Regions from separate parts of the Mus musculus genome. Here region 2 is linked to region 1. A link is a contact called in public Hi-C data. All regions are on one chromosome and are shown on one strand. Each heading gives the region's core, a stretch centred on a gene start, on an enhancer-like site or on the middle of the called end of the contact. The rest is flanking DNA. Distances are from core to core; before and after follow the strand shown. Region 1 overlaps Myh11 (myosin, heavy polypeptide 11, smooth muscle). Region 2 overlaps Abcc1 (ATP-binding cassette, sub-family C (CFTR/MRP), member 1).

Region 1 (4,983 bases), core at 1,082-3,581:
ATGAGTTTGAGGTTAGCCGGGGCTACAAAATGAGATCCTATCTCAAAGTTAACCAGTCAACCAATGCATCCATCCAAACAGAGAGGTCTGTGACCACCTCTTGGGGCAGACATGAGCATTAAATGAACTATTACATCTTACGTTTTCAAAACAGTGGCTGGTACTTGATCAATAAAAACCCTTCCTAAGCCTAAGACACTGCAGGTCAAATATCCCTAATTCTAAAATCCAAAATCTACAGTGATCCAAGATCTGGGATAATTTCATTGCAAATTCTAGGCTGTGAAATTTTGTTTATGAGCAAAGTTATTTAAAACATTCCATGAGTCGGGCAAAATAGGGTGTAAAATCCCAGCCTTGGAGAGGCAGAGGCAGAGCCAGAGGCAGGCAGAGCTCTGTGACGTTGAGGCCAGCCTGATTAACATTCAGAGCTCCAAGACAGCCAGAACTACATAGAAAGATTCTGTTTACAAACATACTTATAAAACATCACATGAGGCCGGGCAGTGGTGACCCACGCCTTTAATCCCAGCACTTGGGAGACAGAGGCAGGCAGATTTCTGAGTTCTCAGGCCACTGGGCGAGGCAGTTGCAGGAAGTTTGACTATGCCCATTTCACGGCCAGTGCTGCGTGGCCAGGCGCAGTCTGAGGTCCCTATAGACCTGCCGGAGTCGGTTTGGGGGTGCTGGCCCGCTCGGATGCCAATGAATGCTGCGGAAGAGCTGAGAATGGAGCGCAGGGCGGGGGTGGGGGGGGTGGGGGGGGCAGACTTTGGCCCGGGGCAGAAGGGAAAAGTTCAGGAGGAGGGCACTCGGCTTGTTAGAGCAGGGAGGAGAATCCTAGGCTTGATCAGCTGCTTGGTTTGGCAGAAGCCATGGCTGGGAGGCACAGGGAGGCCTCCAGGTGGGACGTTATAAATTTATGTAAAGATATAAATATAGACAAATATGGACAAACAAACTGATGACACCGGCTCTGAGGAAAGTTAAACCTGAGAGAGAGAAAGAAGAGAGAAGAGAGAAGAGGGAAGAGAGAAGAGAGAGAAGAGAGAGAAGAGAGGGGAGAGGGGAGAAGAGGGGAGAGAGAAGAGAGAGAGAGAGAGAAAAGTATACCTTCTTATCACCTCTGAAGAGGGTTGTGAAGTTTACAGGGATCTGGGTAAGGAAGATGATGTGTGGCTGCCACACCCTTTGATGTCTTGAGATTGCAAACTTCTCTCCCAAGTGAGAGGTTTAGGCATTTGAACTCTGTTAACTAGAGATTCATACACTTCTCTTGGTCAGGCACCTATTTTGTGGCCTAGGAAGCTGTCTGGTCTGGATTCTAATATTTGTTGTTGTTGCTGTTGGTTTCTCTTTTTTACCTCTTCAGTGGGGGCGCTGAACCTTAGGTCTTGTGTATGCTAGCTCAGACTCTACTACCACTGAGCTGCAGCCCAGCTCCATGCAGATGGTTGTTTCCCTACTCCCTACTTCTTATATGCTTCTTCTAGGTACTCTTGTGTGTATATGTGTGTGTGGTATGTGTGTGTGGCATGTATGTGTGGTGTGTGTGTGTATGTGGTGTGTGTATGTGTGGTGTGTGTGTGGTGTATGTGTGTGTGGTGTATGTGTGTGTGGTGTGTGTGTGTATGTGGTGTGTGTATGTGTGGTGTGTGTGTGGTGTATGTGTGTGTTGTGTGTGTGTGTGTGTGTGTTGTGGGTGTGTGTGTGTGTGTGTGTGTGGTGTATGTGTGTGTGGCATGTGTGTGTGTGTGTGTGTGTGTGTGGTGTGTGTGCATGTCTCCTGATTACACGTGCATGGCTTGTTGGGCATCCAACACTAGGGGCTGGCACTACTGTCAGCTCCCCTTAGAGACAGGGAGATTGGGATTCAGAGAAGTGAATAACCTTCCATAGACTGGACAGTGTCAGAACTGTTTTGAACTTGGTACCTGTGACCCTAGGATTCTCGATTTAACAGTGGCACTGAGCTATGCTTGGCCCCTAGCCCAGGAAAGGCCTTTTGTCCCTGTGGGTCTTGCTTCTTATCTGAGTGTTGAAGGCTGAACACTTGGGAGCCCAGAGTCAGACTCAGCAAATTGCAGAAAGATCTGAAGAGGGAGCACTAAGCCTTCTGACAGGACCCTGTGGGTTGTCACCGAGGGTCCCTGGGGTGAAGTAGGGGAAGTGTGAAAGGCAGATAAGATTTTGCTCTAACGTGATGAGTGGAGGCTCAGGAAGTGTGGAGCTGGCTTTGTGTCATCACAAGTGCCTTATTCTCACTTCATCAGCATCAAGAGAACCCTGTCAATGACAGAGAAAACACCTAGCAGGGGCTCTCAGCTCAGCCGTCTTCAAGCATAAGTTAAGTCTGTGCAGTGGGCTGCAAGCAAGTCTCTCTGTTCTGTGGCTGCTATGCCTTAGGGGAAGTGGCCAGTGGCCAGCTGGCAGCCTTGTCTGTAAATGAAAGGAGAAAAGGGCCTGGAGAGCCTGACAGATTTGTCTTAGAATCAGGAGTGAAACCTGGTGACTTTTCTCTCTAAGGCTGAAGAGGAAACTGAGCCCAGAGGCAAACAGACTAGCAGAGGCCATATGTCTTTGTTGTGATTTGTTTTTGCTTTATTTTTAAAAGATTAAAACAAAAAACTGTGTATGGTTATTTTGCCTGGGTGTGTATGTGTCCACCATTATGCCTGCTTTATGTTCACTGGATCCAGAAGAAGGCACCAGATCCCTGGAAGTGGACTTGTAAAACTCCACGTGGGTGCTAGGGACTAAACTCAAGTCTTCTGCAAGAGCAGCCAGTGCTTTTAACCACTAAGCCATCTCTCTAGCCCTATTTCTGTTTTTGAGACGTAGTCTCACTATAAGACTCTTGTGGCAATCTTCTGGCCTCAGCCTCCTGCTGGAATTACAGCACACTTTTGGGCCTTTAGGTCTTAGTCTTCCCAGGTAACTATAACAAAATGCGTTTATAAACAGCAGAAGTTTACTTCCTACAGCTCTGAAAGCTGGAAGCCCAGATGAAGGAACTTAAGGGCCTGGATTCTGAGGGCACATTTCCTGTCCAGTCTGGTGAAGGCATGCCCATTTCCTGTTTAAGGGTGGTGCCCCTGGTGCAGTGTCCAAGGGGAAATAAGATCCCTTGGGCTTTTTGTGTAAGGACATCAGTCCCACTGGTGACTTATCACCCCCTGAAGGCCCCACCTTGCTGAAGGGAGAGAAATGAGGGTGGAGATTTGGAGGGAGACACCGTGCTCAGATCATGGCACCTTCTAATTAGAAGGTGGGTGATCATGGCCCTGTACTCTACCCTCCCTATTCAGTCATTGCTGCCCATTAACACTTCCCTAGGTTACTAGTTTTATTTAGTCTTCATTCACTCACTCATGTGTGCATTCAGGACAGTCACACTATGTAGCCCAGGATGCCCTGGAATGTGAGTTCCTCTTGCCCTAGCCTCTCATGGGTTAGAATTACAGGCATATATGGCTACATCTGGCCTCAGATCCTCGTTTTCAGTGGTGAAGATGGAGGACTGGGAGATAGCTCAGAAGGTAAATAGAGGATCTGAGTTTGATCCCCAGAACACAGTGTGGGAAACCTGAGCATGGCAGCACCCGCTTGTAATTCCACCAAAAGAGGTGGCAACGGGAGGATTCTCGCCAGCCTAGCCTGATCAGTGAGCTTGTGAGAGACCCTGTGAGAGGCAGCACCTAAGGTTGACGTCTGATCACCATGTGCATGTGTATGCATGTAAGCACACACCACCATGCTATGACATGTGCATGGGCCCACAGCTCTGAGCTGTGTCATGGGGAACTTCAAGTTTTCAATCTAGTTTCATGGAGCAGCTTTTGTGCTCTTGAAAAGTCAGGGTTTTCGTTTTGATCTCCCCCCCCCCTCCTCATGCCCCCTACCACCCACCCCCACCACCCACCCCCGGGCAAAGAAACAGCGGTGGCAGGCACAAAGACTGCTCAGGATGGGAAGATGAGAAATAGTGTCAGGATGTTTGACTCAAAGTCACCACCCTACAAACCTCCAAGACAGGACTCAGGGCATACGTCCACTTCCAGGAGGGTGTGGAGCTCTGCTCAGCTCTGCCCGGTCTGGACCGTCTAATGGGTGGGTACAGTGCGTGTGGCTAACTGAGTCTCCAGGCATGGCTTCCTTCAACTGTCTAGCTCAGCTTTTAAGTCACCATACATTGTTGACTTACTTCACCCTTCCTTGTCCATCTCTATCCAACGTTGGTCTGTTGAGACAGGATCTCACTGTAATTCAGGTTGGCACCGAATGCAATGTGTAGCTCGGGTAAACCTCCTGGGTGCGTTGGCGGTGACAAAGCACTGCTAGCTGGAGGCTGGGAAGTGTAGCCGTAAATTTAGCTAAGCTTCTCTGTGTTCCTGGCAGGTTGTGCTCCCAGCCACCTGCCAGAGCCCTTGGATTTGAGAATGAAATGTGCAACACAGGCTAGTAAATTTTAAATGCCTTGACTAGTTCAAAGATTGGGCAGTTCTAATAGTTCCCATTACTAGCAAACACTCTCCTCTGGTACTTTTCAGTTCATGTCTTTTTAAATCTATATTTTATCTCTGTTACCCCAAACATAATTGGGGAAGTGGTCCATGTGGCCACATTCCCTGATTCTCATATGTCTGTAGGCCTTTAGGTCTGCTTTCTTCTCACTCTTCTTCTCTCCCAGTTCCTATCCCAAACAAATCTCCAAGTCCCACCTCAGTCTACCTGCTAGCCATTGGCCAGTGGCTCTTTATTTATCAATCAAAAACTAATTGGAAACAGAGACCTTCAGCATTTGGACACGTTTGGGGTCTCTTGGGTATGAGCATGTGTCCCATTTGTGAAGGTAGAGCCTTCATGAACCCTTAGTTTCCCCATATAAGGTAGAGATGTGAATGTTGGACCCAAGTGGAACTCAGAGTTAGTAGAAACCCTCACACTCTTTGGTATCCATGAGTTCTTACAGAGGCAGGAGGC
Region 2 (4,983 bases), core at 1,296-3,795, 170 kb before region 1:
AGGAAGAAGAAGGAAGAAGAAGGAAGAAGAAGGAAGAAGAAGGAAGAAGAAGGAAGAAGAAGGAAGAAGAAGGAAGAAGAAGGAAGAAGAAGGAAGAAGAAGGAAGAAGAAGGAAGAAGAAGGAAGAAGAAGGAAGAAGAAGGAAGAAGAAGGAAGAAGAAGAAAGAAAGAAGAAAGAAAGAAGAAAGAAAGAAGAAAGAAAGAAGAAAGAAAGAAGAAAGAAAGAAGAAAGAAAGAAGAAAGAAAGAAGAAAGAAAGAAGGAAGAAAGAAGGAAGAAAGAAGGAAGAAAGAAGGAAGAAAGAAGGAAGAAAGAAGGAAGGAGAAGGAGAAGGAGAAGGAGAAGGAGAAGGAGAAGGAGAAGGAGAAGGAGAAGGAGAAGGAGAAGGAGAAGGAGAAGGAGAAGGAGAAGGAGAAGGAGAAGGAGAAGAAGAAGAAGAAGAAGAAGAAGAAGAAGAAGAAGAAGAAGAAGAAGAAGAAGAAGAAGAAGAAGAAGAAATAGAGCTGTAGGCTCTACAGCCACAGTGGCTTGTCATCAGTGGCTTGTAACACTGCTGCTTCTGCAGCTGACAGCTCAGAACACTGGTCTCCGTGCCCAGACCAGCCAGCCACATGGGCATCCCAGGCTCGCAAGCAAGGTCCCTTCCTTGGGTACTGGTTTCAAAGCTGGCTAACTATATGGATCAACTGTTTGATTCTTCTGTGTATGCACATAGGAGTGCAAGGTAGAGAGAAAACTCAGGTGTCATTTCTCAGGTACCATCCATCTTTTTTTTTTTTTTTAAGACAAGGTCTGTCACTGGCCTAGAACTCACCTAACAGGCTACTGAGCCCCAGGAATCTTCCTGTTTCTGTTTCCCCAATGCTGGGATTACACGGTGTCACCATGCCTAGCTTTTGTCACAGGGATTCTAAGGACCACATTCGGATCTTTAATTATTGAGTCCCCTCGCTAGCCCCTGAAACACTCATTGCTGTTGAGTCTTTTGTGCTGCATTTGTGAGGAGCAATGCCATGGGACCACCCTACGCAGAACACCCAGGGAAGCAGTTCCTCCCTTCTTCTAGGGATATAAGAATATCCAAGATATTCTTATAGGCTAAGGGGAGTCAAAGGATAAACAGAAAAGACTGGAGATTCAAAGTGGCAAATCAAAGGACCAGGAATCCTGATGCCAGAAAGATGTGGGCAGTGGAGTATTGGCACAGGAAAGAGAAAAGCATTACAAATAAAGGAGGCAGGATTTAAGTTAGCCCTAAGAAAGGCCTTTACACTCTGAGTAGTTAGTGGAAGCAGAAAGGGAGAGACTCCTTTCTCTGAACAGTCTGTACTGTGCCTGATAAAATACAGCAGGCAAGTTGCCATGTCAACTGCTTAGGGGCACACATAACAAATGTGGTTCCAAAAAGGTTCCACTGGCCTTGTGTTTTGGATTCCTTAAGGAGATTGGCACCAGTCCAGTCCCAGTGACAGCAGAGCTCTACAGGCCCCTGAGACCCTGGGTCATGCTTTACCTGAAAACAGACTTTCTCACTGCCCCAAACCCCAAACTCCCCTTGTGGCCCAGGAACATGACTTCCTGTCACAATCAGAAGGGACACCTATACCAAGCACCTTCTGAGCTGCTCCTCACAACAACCTAAGCAGTTGTGACTGGACCTTATTCCAGATGGGTAAACTGAGGCTCAGAAAGGCAAAAGTTGGGGTCACAGAGGTGAAGAGTATTTAGAGCCAGTGTCAGTGTGCCCACCTCCCAGGCTTACCCATTCAGTGTGGGAGGTTCACCCCTGGCCCAAGTGAAGGTTGCATTCTTCACAGTGATGCTATTCCCTTCGCCTGGAAAACATAAGGGACAACATGTCAGGAGTCAACAGGTGCACCATGTGCAGATGCCCTACTCTGGCCCACTACTGAGGCTGAAGAACCTCGCTGGTCACTCAGTGCTTGGGGACACCTTCCCATTTCTCAGGCTGGAAAGGCTGAGTATGAGCCAAGGTCAAGGAGAAAAAGTTGCAGCCTCATGGAAACCTCTCTCCACCAGGGTCTTTTCCCTCAGCTCTTGGATCCTAAGACATCTTCCCTTCCTGCTCCCCTCCCTTAGCCACTCCACCCTGCCTACCTCCCTCCTAGCAGATCAATGTTTCTATTGCTTCCATGACAATCAACCAGCATCCACTGGAAGGCTACTAGGAAACAGGACGTGCTGCAGAAAGGTGGGGGAGGGGAGGCATTTGGCCAGTGCCCACATTACAAGGCCCAGATTCCTGAGGATGCTACCCGCCTCCATTTCTCTCCCCTGGCTGCACTTTTGCTTCTGCCTCTAATTTTTAAGTCCCTTAATTAGCTGCCAGAAACACTTTCAGAGAGTGATAGGCCATAGCAAGGAGGTTAGTAGCTAAATGAAATTAACCACAGCTCCCCCAGGAGGAAAAGGCTTGTTTCTCACTGTGGTAAGGTTCAAACCAAGGTGCACGCTAAGCAGAGCCTGTATCCTCACAAAAGAGGAAGCTAGGCATGTCACTCCAAAGAACTGGCCGGAAGCTGCTGCAGTCCACGGGTGAGCGGCAGCAGCCTGAGCTTTAGGGGAACATGACAGGCCGGGCTGCAAAGTGGTTACACACTTCAGCAACAGAAGCACTGCTCAGGACCAGTGGCTCAGTGGCACTTGCAGAGAACTGTGTACAGCTTGGCCGTAGGAGCTCTGGGTCTGGAGTCTACTTTGCTGGTCCCATACAGACCAGCAAACCATGGACAACAGAAAACCATGGAAAACAGTCCCAGCATTTGCTTGGGCTGTAGTTCTCAGAAAGGAACAACTGTCCTCCTAGTGGACACTTGAAAGTTCCTAAAGATCATTTTTATTGTCACAATGGGATGACTACTATGAGACATAGGGAGATGCCAGGGGCACTACTCACCACCCACAGTCATAAAGCTGTCCTCAACAAGGACTGTGAACCCCAAGGGGCGCCAGTGTGATAACCTGGTAAGGGCGGCGGAGAGCAGCTACTACCCTCACAGAACAGCAGACCTGTGACTCGCACGTCACCACTCACACCCTACAACGGCCCACAAGACTCCTGGTACTACATACATTGGCACCTCATCACCAATAGCCAGGTACTGTCATCAATTCTGTTTTCTGGGCTCTGAGCCAAAAGGTGTCGGTTTGAGCCCCAGGACTACCACTTCCCAGCTGGACAGTCTCTCTGGATCTCTTCCCTCCTGTGAGCCAAGACTGTCCTGGAGCTACCACACTAGACCACTACAGTAGGAAGCACATGCACACAGAGGCCTGAGAACAAAGGCTGGCAGGAGAGCAGGTGATCAAGAAATCTTAGTCAAGAACTTCCCTTCTGGGGACCTCAGGCAAGTTTGTTGACCCTGATCCTGCTCCAAGGGTCATGATACAGTGGTCGTATTTTAACTAAACACCCATGCCAGAAAAGGCTTAACTCTCCTGGTGCCAATAACAGTGACGGCAAACTGCCTAGACTCCCATACAAGACCCCAGCTCAGGGGCCAGTCAGAAGGATCAACTAGTCTAAGAAATAAACCCAGTGATAAAAATCCATAGGATGGCTGGCTAGGCCTGGTAGCACAGCCCTGAACTCCCAGTTATTTAGGAGACTGAAGACCCCAAGTTTGACCAGCCTGAGCAACATAGACCATGTCTCAAAAAGTAAAATGTGAGCCGAGGCTGTAGCTCAGGAGTAGAGCACTTACCTAGCTATGTGAAGTCCTGTGTTCAATCCCCAACAGTAAATTATCGATCAATCAATTAAAAACAATTCAATTAAAGGCACTTTTACTCCCATGATCCAGATGAGAAAAATGAAGCTGAGTGCTCGGAATTAGGCAGGAACAGAAACTGGGCGATCCCCCACCAGGGCAGAACCAAGGCCTGGGCTGAAAAGCCCAAAGTGTCACTCACACTGCAGGAGCATGGAGGGAACAACAAAAATCGGGAACCCCATTTCTGCCCTCTCTGCAGAGGTGGGACCCTGGGTCTTTTAGGCAAGCTGGGCAGAGTCAAGCTCTGGGGAGGACAGGATAAGGAGCCAAAGTGGGCAGAAGACAGGCACCCACCACTCTTGATCGACCTCCGCTCAATGCTGTCTGGCTCCAGCTCCTCATGAGACAGAAAAATCCTGAGACGCTTGAGGGACACGCTGGCCTGGGGAAGAAGCACAGGGTGTGTCACCTGGATAGCATCTGGGCCACCTGCCACACTGAGCCTGGTGCAGCCTTAGAATAAAACTCGATGTCCACAGGAATCACTACATGAAAGGTAGGGGCTTCCTCCTACAATGGGATTTGGAAGGTAGCCACCTCTGCACTGGCAGACTGAGTTTGACCTCAACAAATTACTGGGTTCTGGGTCCTAATTATGGAACGACAATACATGCAGCAGTACATATGGGCAAAGGGTCTGGGTTAGCTTAAAAAAAAATTCCTTCAGTAGAGAAAGAATGAAAGTAGGAAGGAGGGATGGAGAGAGGTCCTCAGTTTTCAACAAGCACATCAGGACCCATCAGCAAAATATGAAATTGAAAAAGTAGGCCAAGATCTGTGTTTTTCAAAACACCAGCTTAGAGAGGCCAGAGGAACATAGAATATTCCAGAAAGATTCTTTGAGATTAAAAGGGAAGTATTGCTGTGAAGTCCGTATCTCCCATCTGGGCTGGAGTTTTAGGCCAACCTTGGCTACAAAGCCAGACATTCTGTGCCAAGAAGGAAAATGTGTTTCTTTCTCAGAGTAGAATCAAGTGAGCCCTTACTGCTGAGAGAGGAGCCATGCTGGGGTAGTGGATCCAGTAAGTGGATCCACGCATAGGGCTCTACTGAGTTCTCTAGGACACAGCAGCATGAGCAATTTGGAAAAGCATGGTCAAGGCTGCACAAATAAACCAGTGGGGCAGCTTGGGTCCAAATGGCACTGAGAAATCTGTGGATTCCATGGGCTGGAGTGCACATGTCCCCTC

Evidence for each region. Hi-C and Micro-C count contacts between places; a contact is called where the count stands out from the background.
Region 2: a Hi-C map of bone marrow-derived macrophages shows a contact between it and region 1, with 37 read pairs. The contact joins two enhancer-like sites. A contact is called at or near these places in 2 of 484 Hi-C or Micro-C datasets (bone marrow-derived macrophages and nephron progenitors), 2 of 115 datasets of contacts at active chromatin or transcription factors (astrocytes and embryonic stem cells) and 1 of 9 other capture datasets (embryonic stem cells).

The regions. Positions count from the first base shown.
Region 1 is chr16:14,262,794-14,267,776 of GRCm38.p6, reverse strand. The region is part of intron 3 of Myh11 (myosin, heavy polypeptide 11, smooth muscle); the gene reads left to right. Among named protein-coding and RNA genes, the nearest start is that of Myh11, 26 kb to the left of the region's middle. Within about 2 kb of position 2,331, at least 18 of the 459 cell types and tissues checked have an H3K27ac peak or open chromatin away from gene starts, as enhancers often do. A contact at or near this core is called in bone marrow-derived macrophages, where this site is marked.
Region 2 is chr16:14,436,838-14,441,820 of GRCm38.p6, reverse strand. Abcc1 (ATP-binding cassette, sub-family C (CFTR/MRP), member 1) reads right to left here. Exons shown (of 31, transcript NM_008576.3): 14 at 4,088-4,175; 15 at 1,762-1,834. Among named protein-coding and RNA genes, the nearest start is that of Abcc1, 78 kb to the right of the region's middle. Within about 2 kb of position 2,545, at least 67 of the 459 cell types and tissues checked have an H3K27ac peak or open chromatin away from gene starts, as enhancers often do. A contact at or near this core is called in bone marrow-derived macrophages, where this site is marked.